Regions from separate parts of the Mus musculus genome. Here region 2 is linked to region 1. The links are chromatin contacts, called in public HiChIP or PLAC-seq maps. All regions are on one chromosome and are shown on one strand. Each heading gives the region's core, a stretch centred on a gene start, on an enhancer-like site or on the middle of the called end of the contact. The rest is flanking DNA. Distances are from core to core; before and after follow the strand shown. Region 1 has its middle 19 kb from the start of Luzp1. Region 2 overlaps Gm13010 (a long non-coding RNA gene).

Region 1 (5,587 bases), core at 1,290-3,789:
TCGAGGCCAGCCTGATCTGCAGACCAAGATCCAGGACAGCCAGGACTACACAGAGAAACCCAGTCTGAACACCCCTGTCACCCCTCCCCCCCACAAAAGAAATGACATACATTTTTTTAGATTCCTAGTGCCTGGCTAACGCTAGGTCAACATAGGTATGGTTGAGGGTGAGCATCCTGTCCCTGAATCTGTTCAAGGATACTTGGTGGGCACGCCAAAAAGTCAAGTGAATGAGCTGTCCAAGTGGGGTTCAGGGAACCTGGGTGTGGTCATTTATGCCTTTAATCCCAGCACTCAGAACGCAGAAGAGGCACAGAGTTCGAGGCCAACCTGGTCTACACATTGAGTTCCAGGACAGCCAGAGCTATACTAGAGATACTCTGTCTCAAACAAACAAACAAACAAACAAACAAACGAACAAAACCAGAGTGGTTCAGGGATTAGGGTAAACTAGGAAGTAGTGATGTTGTTCATGGGTGACGTCACCTAGATGTGAATGCTCATTTGTCTCTTCCAGTGAGTTACAGGGATACCTTGAGCAGATTTCTTAGGCATTTTAAGCCCCCATCTACCTATCTGCAAAATGGGGATAACGGTTTCCTGTTCCCCAAGTTGCTGGGAGTCAGCAAGATAAATCTATCCAAGATCATGAGTTGCTGCTGTGGCAGGGATGATGTGACTAAAGGTGCCCTAGATAACTGTTAAAATCCCCTTTCTCCAGGTCTGGGATCCCTGTTTCTGTCTTTGAGAGCAAAATTCAGGATTAGCAAAGCAATAAATGCTATCGTAAGACCCTTCAGTCAGAGGACGGCTCAAATCAGGTACTTGCTAGAAACTATAAAGAAGGCACTCTCCCCTCTGGCTGGAAAGTCATCTGAGGGCAACGAGGGGGTGGGGCACAACACAGGCCAGGTGATGAACAGACTGCCTGCCTATCTAATCTGCTGAGTGTACTTTGATCCCCAAATGGACTCTGAGCTTTGTGAGGGATCTGGTGGCCATATGGGGACAGAAAACAAGCGATCATAAAAGAAAGAAAGGGGCTGGTGAGATGGCTCAGTGGGTGAGAGCACCCGACTGCTCTTCCAAAGGTCCAGAGTTCAAATCCCAGCAACCACATGGTGGCTCACAACCATCCGTAACAAGATCTGACTCCCTCTTCTGGTGTGTCTGAAGACAGCTACAGTGTACTTACATATAATAATAAATAAATCTTTAAAAAATAAATAAATAAATAAAAGAAAGAAAGAAAGAAAGAAAGAAAGAAAAGAAAAGAAAAGAAAAGAAAAGAAAAGAAAAGAAAAGAAAAGAAAAGAAAAGAAAAGAAAAGAAAAGAAAAAAAGAGATCACAGGTTGCCAACTGGCAACCCAAGAGCTAGACCTGGCTCCCAGGTCAGTAGTCCGAATCATCAACTGTGTGTATTTGCCTCGCCACTTAATTAGTTCCAAGTGAGTAAGTGGTAGTCTAGTCCCATTCAGAGATTTCCCCAGTTCTGAACACTGCAGTGTCTGGGACAGTACCAGGCCCCAGCCACCTTCTTGGGTTGACAGTATTGTTATTCGTGTGGTACCAAAGAATAGCCTGAGTTAAAAGGCAAGAAACTGGAAACCCTGGTTACCATTTCCCACTAGTGTGTGTGTGTGTGTGTGTGTGTGTGTGTGTGTGTGTGTGTGTGTGTGTCCAGGTGTTCATGGATGAACACATGTGTGCCTGTGTGTGGAGGACAGAGGTTAACCTTGGGTGTTGGTACTCGGGTGACGACATACACATGATTGCCTGGATGAGGTTAGCTGACTGGTCCTGAGCCTCCCAATTCTGCTCGTTTCTGCTGCCTCTTCAGCGCTGGGATTCCAAGCCCTCTGAGCCTCATGCGTACACTGCAGACACTTTACGGAGTATCTCTCCGGCTTTACTGCTTTTCAAAGGCAAACACTGGCCTTTGTGCCTGGCCACATCCTCTGAGGGTTCAGAGTGTAGCCTGACTTGAATTCTGGCACTGGGATACAGGGCAAAAGACTGAGTTTCCTGGGACTCTAGCTTCGAATCTGGACTGTAACAACTGGACTTGCTTCACTGGGTTAAGTGGCTACTGCCCATAAAATGCTTAAGGCATACCTGGGTACACAGTCAGAGCTCAGTAAATGCTATTATCATTAACCACATGCTGTCTGGCTGTGTGCCAGGGGCTAAGAGGACAGAGATAGATAAGCGAGCCCCTGAGGGGCTCAGAGTCTGATGGCGATCATAGGGTGATGGATGGACGGTGGAAGCCCCTCCCCCTCCCCCCCCACCCCTACCCCCGCCCTGATCTTGAAAGCAGAGGAGCTGAGGTCACCTGTGTCCACGGAGCTCAGTTATTTGCACTCCCTGCAGGATTCACATCCTGGAGGCCTGAAGTCTGTTGAGAAGTAAACGGTGGAGAAGGGGTGGCTGGGAATGTAGCTCAGTGGGAAACCATTCGCATAGCCTGTGTGAAACTCTGGGCTATGCTTCCAGCTCTGAAAAATAAATCAATAATAAACAATCAAACTGGCCTGGGAAGCTGGGGCCATAATGACATACTTACAGTTCCAGCTACCCAGAAGCCCGAGGTAGGAGGATCACTTGAGTCCAGAAGTTCAAAGCCAGCCACCCTGGGTAATATAGACCTAGGCCTTTCATTATTTATTTATTTATTTTTACATACTTATTTATTTTGATTTTTTTTTTTTGAGGCAGGGTTTTTCTGAGTGCCCTGGCTGTCCTAGAACGCACTATGTAGACCAGGCTGGTCTAGAACTCACAAAGATCTTCCTGCCTCTGCTTCCTGAGTTCTGGGATTAAAAGACATGTGTCACCATCGCCCAGCTGAAAGACATATTTTTTTTTTAAAATCAATTGGAAAAAAATAAAGCAGAGGCAGAAGTTTGAGGCCAGCCTGAGACCATGCCTCAAAAACAAACAAACAAATAAGTAAATACTTTTTAAAATAGCGAATGAAGAGGCGATTTGATTTTGGGGGGAGGTGTTATCTGTTGTATATGTTTTTTTGTTTTGTTTTGTTTTGTGATTTAGTTTTTTGAGATAGGGTCTCACTGTCTTCTTGGATGGCCTAAACTCAAAAGGTCCTTTTAACCTTTTGGGTTTTTTTTTTTGTTGTTTTTTTTGAGACAGGGTTCCTCTGTGTAGCCCTGGTTGTCCTGGAACTCACTTTGTAGACCAGGCTGGCCTCAAACTCGGAAACCTGCCTGCCTGCCTCTGCCTCCCAAGTGCTGGGATTAAAGGCATGCGCCACCACGCCCAGCTCCTCTTAACCTCTTAACCTTTGTCATTCCTGGTCCTTGTGCTCCTCAAAAATAAAGTTGGGTTTCTTTGAGGAAGGGACAGGGCTAGCACCATAAGACTTGCCATACTTGCATAAACCAGAACTTAGCAGAGTCTGTGTTGTTTGAGGCCTTGCCCTCCCCTGGCGTCATCTCTGTCACACTGGGTGTGTGTCTGTGACTAAGTGTGAAAGAATTAAAAGCATGCCCAGGATGGGAGGTGGGAGGAAAGATGGAGAGGACAAAGGTCTTCGGTACAGATGGTCTCTGTGCTCATAAGAAACTCTTTGTCTGTTTGTTTGTTTGTTTGTATTGATGTGGATTGAACCCAGGACCTCATGTACTCTCAGGGAAATCTGTAACCCCTGAACTATAGCCCCAGCTCTCAGGCTTGCTCTATCTATCTATCTTATCTGTCTGTCTGTCTGTCCATCCGTCTGTCTATCTATCTATCTATCTATCTATCTATCTATCTATCTATCTATCTATCTATCTATCTATCCATCTCTTTATCTATATGATCTCATGTACCCTGGGCTGGTCTCAGACTTGCTTATAGCCCAGAGTGACCTTAAACTCCCGATCTTCCTGCTTCCACTTCCCTATTGCTAGGCTCACATGTGTGCCCCTGTGCTTGGTTTATGCAATGCTGGGGTGGCAAAGCCAGGGTTTTTCGTATGCTAGGCACTCGCTCTATTAACTGGGCTATATCTCCAGCACCGCCTCAAGTTGATTTTTAACTTAATCTTTTGCAGCAGGATCTCATTTTGTAGTTCAGGCTGGCCTTGAACTTATAATCATCCTGCCTCAGACTTCCAAACTACACTTCGAAGCCTACAAGTATTTATTATTATTATTATTATTATTATTATTATTATTATTATTGAGACCTGTTTACTCAATGTAGCCCTGGCTGTCCTACTTCTCACTCTGTAGACCAGTCTGGCCTCTAACTCACAGAGATCCACCTGCCTCTGCCTCCCAAGTGTTGAGACTAAAGGCCTGTGTTACCACATCTGGATGATTTTATGTATGTATGTATGTATGTATGTATGTATGTATGTATGTATGTACGTATTTATTTATTGAGACAGGGTTTCAACATATATCCCTGGCTAGGCCTAGAATCAATATGGAGTGTGGGTTAGCTCCTCAAACCACAGGCCTATGTTAGACAGGTTTATTTTCAATTTGTCCTTCATGTGTCCTGAGGAGCGCAGGAACTGTGGGAAGAACGTGGGCCCCTTCAGATGATAACAAAGGGCTGATGAGATCTTGCTAAAAAAAAAAAAAAAAAAAAAAAACCACAAAGACCAGCACACCTTTCCTCTGCTGGGGCTGACCTTGTAACTTTCACAGTGGGGGTGACTTCTGGAGGAAGAGAAGTCAGTCTGGAGGCTGAGCTAGGACAAGCTAAGTCACCAGATCCAATTTGACCCCTTGGAGATACTGGGTTGACTGGCTTCCTTGCCAGCCATCCCATCTGAGCTATGGCCTCCCATCTGACCCAGTCCCCCTTGACACCGATTGTCATACTAGGTCAGGTTCCCAAACGGAAGCAGTTACCATCTCCCCAAAATTTAAAGACAAGACTTTGAGCAGAAACAGGATTCCATTTGTCCACCAACCACTCATTCATTCAACCATGAATTTATTGAACACCTACTATACACAGACCCTGTGGCATACTGGTCAAAGAGAGAACACAGCAAATAAGAACATCGTCTTCAAGCCGACACCAGAGGGGAGGGACAGGCAGTAAGCAAGGACTAATGCTTAAGTGTGATCACTGGAAGCAAGCGTAATGAAAACATAAACCCAGGAGCCAGGCTTGGCAGCCTGGTTTGTAATCCCAGCACTGGGAAGACTGAGGCAGGAGGATCTCAAGTTCAAGTCCAGCCTAAGCCATGTAGGGAGGAGACCTGTTTCAAAAGTCTAATGATGGCGTCTGAAGAGTTGACTCCTAGGTTAAGAGTACTTGCTGCTCTTCCAAAAGATCTGGGTTCAGTTCCCAGCACCTACATGGCAGCTGAGAGTTGTCCATCATCCCAGTTCCAGGGGTTCTGATGCCTCTTCTGACCTCCATGAGCCCTGCACACACATAGGGTACATACATACACACATGCAAACACTCATACACACACACTGATACACAGAGAATAAAGTAAAACTTTCTTTTTTGTTTTTGTTTTTGTTTTTGTTTTTTGAGACAGGGTTTCTCTGTATAGCCCTGGCTGTCCTGGAACTCACTCTGTAGACCAGGCTGGCCTCGAACTCAGAAATC
Region 2 (5,587 bases), core at 1,338-3,837, 1.0 Mb before region 1:
ATTGTCTCCACATTTGGCACTTCAGTCACGCACATATACATCACCATGCTCAGCAAGTTGCAGACCACAGCAGCTTTTGTGCCTGATGACTTCAGTATTCATCTCTTCCCGCTGAGAGGACAAAGATACTTTCTAAGCTCCCACAGGCTCCTGGTCCAGGCTACTGAACATTGACCTAGACCCTCTATTAAACAGACAGTTCTATTGTGGACCACCATCCTAGAGCCTAGCAGACACTACCCTCTCAATCCAAGAGACCCTCACGATCTTGCTTGTTGATGTCTCCTCAAAGACGGAAGGAACGAGGGAGGGTCATCGGACCCTCACCCAAGGTTTCAGCCACCCAGCCCTGTGCTCCTTCTGGCTGCCTGTGACTCTGCCCTAGGGATGTGTGGACTTGGGTGGGACTAGTGCACACAAAACCAGAAGATGAACTAAACAGAGGATACCATACAGACAGCCATGGGAGGTCACCAAAATGCTGGAGTGAGATTTTCAGCAACATGGCTTTTAGGGGGTTACCCACACTCCTGTAAGTCACCCTCTCCCAGGCTTCTATAAAAAGCCAACCAACTCATTGGGTCATCAGTCTAACCTCAGATGGAGTTGCTTCTTTTGGTTGGTACCCTATCTAGGTTGAGTAATGTTCAAGTCTCCCCAGGAGACATTAACCCATTAATTTACCCAAAGTCAGTCAGATTTTACCAGTTACCTCTCAAATGTTCATCCTGACCAGAATGCACTTCTTTGGTCTGAAAATCTCTCTCTCCTCTTGTACATGCTCATGTATGCATGCACATACATGTTCATATCTGTGCATTTGTGTATGTTATGTGTGGGTACATGTTCATATGTGTCTGTACATGTGTACATGTTCATGTGTATATGCATGTTTGGAAGCTGGAGGCTGATGGGTGGATGTCTGGTGTCCTCTATCACTTCCTGCCTTACATTTTTTTTTTGGTTTTTTTGAGACAGGGTTTCTCTGTATAGCCCTGGCTGTCCTGGAACTCACTCTGTAGACCAGGCTGGCCTTGAACTCAGAAATCTGCCTGCCTCTACCTCCCAAGTGCTGGGATTAAAGGCGTGCGCCACCACGCCCTGCCCCCTTCTTTCTTCATGGAGGGCTCTGACGGTTTAGAATAGAATGCACTAGTTATCAGCAGAATGTTCTCCAGTTTGGGTCCAGCCCATGTTTCCTAATGATCAGATTGTGTATTGCAAGTCACTGTCACCCAGTGTCCTGCGACCTCCTTGCTGTTCAATTGTTGAGAACAAAGAACTTTCTGCCTCTGGGTGGGAGTCAGCTAAGTAGGGCACAGAGATGAGAGACCGAGAGGCTCCCCATAGACCAAGAGCAGTGTGGAGAACTCAGTGAACAAGGCGAGTGGTAGCCACTCTCTTCTGAGGCCTGAGCCAAGGTTGGGTACAGCGCTGGGCTGGAGACTGGGAGGCCAGGCAGGCGGGCAGCCAGCTGAGGGCTGGGCCTCTGGGCTGTTTGTCCAAATGGTATCCAAGCACGGAGATCACTGGCCGTTTCTGGCCTGGGCACAGTAGCACTGGAAATAGCTGTAGGATTATTTCGGGAGGAATGTACCGTTTCTCCATCTTCCCAGAAAGCCAGGCCCTGTCTTAGGAAGATCAGCGAATTTCCTCTATGCCGCCTCTACTCTATGGGATCTTCAGGCCAGCTGGTGACTCACGGAGACCTTCAGTCAGAGGGGGACAAGAAGGACTAAAATCTTCCTTTGCTGATGGAAGAGGGGTGGCTTTGAGATCCTAGCCCAGGTTGGACCCATTGGGTTCAGCAACAGCAGCATATAAGGACACTGTTTCTGTCCTTCCCAGCCCATTCCCAAAGGCCGACACTTATGGAACTCCTAATGTATACAATAGAACCTGATAGCATTTTTTGCCAGCCCCTGCATATCCACTCTCATATCTAATCTTCACAGTACCCCCTCTGAGGTAGGTATTTTGTTTTCCAGATGAGGTCATCAGCAGTTCAGAGAGAGAGCAGGACTTGCCAGCACATGCCCAGCAGACTAGAATTAAGACCACACCTTCTTGGTTCAGAGAGGAGGTTGGAGGCTGAAGTGTGAGGGAGGAAGAGGGGCGGGTCACTTTTTCATTCAGGAGAGGTAAGGAAAGTGATGCTGTGAATGAATCAGCTTTGAGAGGGGAGGCAAAGTGGCCAGGAACTGTAATTTTACTCCATACTGAGCCCTAGCCTCTCCCAGCTTAGTACCTCAGTACTAAGTACTTAGTACTCCTGGGACTCAGAATGCCCAGGGTGGATGTGACATCCCACCCTGCATGGTCTATTGCTACAGTCTCGACCCTTTACCTCACCTGGACCACCTCCATCCAGCCTTGGCTTCTTAGCTCCAAGGCCAAACCAGCTACAATCTGTGGCTTTTCGGGTTACTCTTGCCCCTCCCACTCTCTCCCTTCTCACTTGACTCCCCTCCCCTGTCTTATCAATACCCCACCTTTCCTGTTCCCTTCTAAACCCAGGAGGTCCCCTTTCTCCATCCTCTGCCCCTAGGCACAAATATTCCAGGCTCTCTCACTCCTCTGGTGTCCCTCAGGACTCAGGGAGTAAGCAGCCTGTCTACTGAGACTACTCCTGATTCATCTGCTTGTAGTCCGCACATTAACCCCTCACTTGCCATGTAGTTTCTCCTGTCCCCTTGAAGGTCTGAGATGAGGGGTGGGATGTCCTTTATGTCCCTTCACTTCATGACCCTTGGAAACATCACACGCAAACAAGCTCAGCTCAGCAGCAGCCACATGTGTGTGACAGCAGTCAGGGACAGCTAGAGGCACGAAAGTTTCGGTGCTCCCATCATGCCTGAAGGGCATCTGTGCCCAGCCTCCGATGACTGCCTGGCAGTGGGCCACCCCTGAATCCCTACCTGGCATGAAGCCAGCCTGCCCGCAGCACAATAAATCTCTCCTGGGCCAGGAATTCTTCTCTCCCCACTCCCCACGCTGCCTGCAGCCTTCTACCCACCAGGGTGCATGAGTCATGCACCCTCCATCCCTCCCAGCACCCCCAGGAAAAAGGCCCCTCTTTTGTACCTATTGCCAAAAACAGTGCTTCCCCAAGCCCACGTATGGCAGGTACAGGCCAGGACAGGTTCCAACCCAGGAGGTCTAGGATGGGTGGGGCTTGGCCAGGACCCCAGCCAACAACAGTGCCCTCCTGCCAAGCTGCTACAGGGCTTTGGAGGCAGAGCCACCAATCTGGGAGGTGTCTGGGAAATTCCCTCTAGAAGAAGATGGTCACAAATAGATTTGTGTGCATGTTGCCCTGAGAGAGGTTGGTGCAGGAGGAGGAGGTAGAGTTCTCAGTCTCCTAGTCTGTAAAATGGGTAGGAGGGTGGCTAGTGAGCGCAGTCAAATTGCTGTAATAGCAAATGTTTGCAAGACCTCCAGGCTCAGATCCGAAGCCTCCACCAACGCACCAGCTGCTGTAGTGATGGCCTGGCCTGGAGCTGGCTGGAGCCAGTTGTTCAACATTCTGGAATTTGGTAGGCTGATTTTGTTGTTTGCTTGCCTCCTCCTCCTCCTCCTCCTCCTCCTCCTCCTCTTCCTCCTCCTTCTTCTTCTTCTTCTTCTCCTTCTTCTCCTCCTCCTCCTCCTTCTCCTCCTCCTCCTCCTCCTCTTCTCCTCCTCCTCTTCTCCTCCTCCTCCTTCTTTTCTTTGATAAGGTCTGAAAATGTGGTCTCTGCCTGCTGAGTACCAGGATAACAGATATGCACCACCGGGCAGGGTGTGGTAGGCTGTTGTTAAGCATGGGGAGTCTAAAGCCAAGCACAACCGGGAACCTTCACCCCAGCATGTGTGACAAATTAAGACTTTCCTTTGAGATTCTGTTGCCAGCAGAGCACTGGAGTAGGGGACCCGGGCCAAATGACCACACTTTTGAACTTGTGTTTCCTCAGCTAGGAAAACCACAATAATTATGACTACGCATGTACTCACACAAACATGAGTGTGCACACATACACATGTGCACAAGCATATACAACACACACACACACACACACACACACACACACACACACACACACATATCCTGGGTTCTATGCTAAGTCTTTTTTTTTTTTAAGATTTATTTATTGTTATATGTAAGTAGACTGTAGCTGTCTTCAGACACCCCAGAAGAGGTCATCAGATCTCATTATGGGAAGTTGTGAGCCACCATGTGGTTGCTGGGATTTGAACTCAGAACCTTCAGGAGAGCAGTCAGTGCTCTTAACCGCTGAGCCATCTCTCCAGCCCCCTATGCTAAGTCTTATGCATCAGCTCATTTCTTTCTCATTCCCACTTTATAACTGGGAACCGAGTCTGCAGTATGTCCAGTCTGCAGCTCACGGGCTTCATGAACCTCAGGATGGCTGGGAATGTGGCACAAGATCAGAAACTTAAAATATCACAAGATTTGGTCTTTCTTTCTTTCTTTCTTTCTTTCTTTCTTTCTTTCTTTCTTTCTTTCTTTCTTTCTTTCTTTCTTTCTTTCTTTCCTTCTTCCTTCCTTCCTTCCTTCCTTTCTTTTTCTTTCTTTCTTTCTTTCCTTCTTTCTTTCCTTCTTTCTTTCTTTCTTTCTTTCTTTCCTTCTTCCTTCCTTTCTTCCTTTCTTTCTTTCTTTCTTTCTTTCTTTCTTTCTTTCTTTCTTTCTTTCTTTCTTTCTTTCTTTCTTTCTTTCTTTCTTCCCTCCTTCCCGCCTGCCTTCCTTCCTTTATTAAAACCTTGATTATGGGGACTGAAGAGATGTCAAGATGGGAGCATGGCAGCATCCAGGCAGGCATGGTACAGGAGGAGCTGAGAGTTCTACATCTTCATCTGAAGACTGCTAGCAGAATACTGGCTTCCAGGCAGCTAGGATGAGAGTCTTAAAGCCCACATCCACAGTGACACACACACCTACTCCAACAAGGCCACACCTTCTAATTGTGCCGCTCCCTGGGCCGAGCATATGCAAACCCTGACCTCTCTCTACAACCCGATCCTCATAGCCCTTTATGATAACCATCAGCAACTCCAGTTCCAGCAGATCTGATATCCTCTCTGGCCTCTGTGGGCACTGCATGCACATGTATGATGCACACATATGTATGCCAGCACAATACACGAATACATAAAAGAAACACTCAGAAGATAGACACTTTTATTTTGGTTTTTTGAGACCAGGTCTCATGAGATTAAAAATGTTAATTTACACTTATCTATTTATTTCATGTATGCGTGTGCAACGTGTGTGTGTGTGTGTGTGTGTGTGCATTTGTGTGTTGTGGGTAGGCATGTGCCTCCCACAGTACAAATGAGGAGGTCAGAGGATCGCTTGAGTCAGTTTCACTTTCTACCACATAGGTTCCAGGGATGAAACACAGGTCATAAGGTTTGCAGGAAAAGTGCCTTTACTTTCAGAGCCATCTCCCAGGCCCTATTTGTTTACTTATTTGTTTTGAGACAAGGCCTCATATGTCCCAGCTAGCTTTAAAGTCGCTATGCAACTAAGGATGACCTTTAACTCCTGAACACCTCTGACATGCTGAGATTTGAGGTGTGCATCACCACG

Evidence for each region. HiChIP or PLAC-seq counts read pairs in DNA pulled down with a chosen protein or histone mark.
Region 2: a contact with region 1 is called in a FOXA1 HiChIP or PLAC-seq map of pancreatic cancer cells. The contact joins two enhancer-like sites. A contact is called at or near these places in 2 of 39 promoter capture datasets (cranial neural crest and pre-B cells) and 1 of 115 datasets of contacts at active chromatin or transcription factors (pancreatic cancer cells).

The regions. Positions count from the first base shown.
Region 1 is chr4:136,448,328-136,453,914 of GRCm38.p6, reverse strand. No RefSeq gene overlaps it. Among named protein-coding and RNA genes, the nearest start is that of Luzp1, 19 kb to the left of the region's middle. Within about 2 kb of position 2,539, at least 53 of the 459 cell types and tissues checked have an H3K27ac peak or open chromatin away from gene starts, as enhancers often do. A contact at or near this core is called in pancreatic cancer cells, where this site is marked.
Region 2 is chr4:137,445,806-137,451,392 of GRCm38.p6, reverse strand. All of the region lies in intron 1 of Gm13010 (a long non-coding RNA gene), which reads left to right. Among named protein-coding and RNA genes, the nearest start is that of 1700013G24Rik, 4.7 kb to the left of the region's middle. Within about 2 kb of position 2,587, at least 92 of the 459 cell types and tissues checked have an H3K27ac peak or open chromatin away from gene starts, as enhancers often do. A contact at or near this core is called in pancreatic cancer cells, where this site is marked.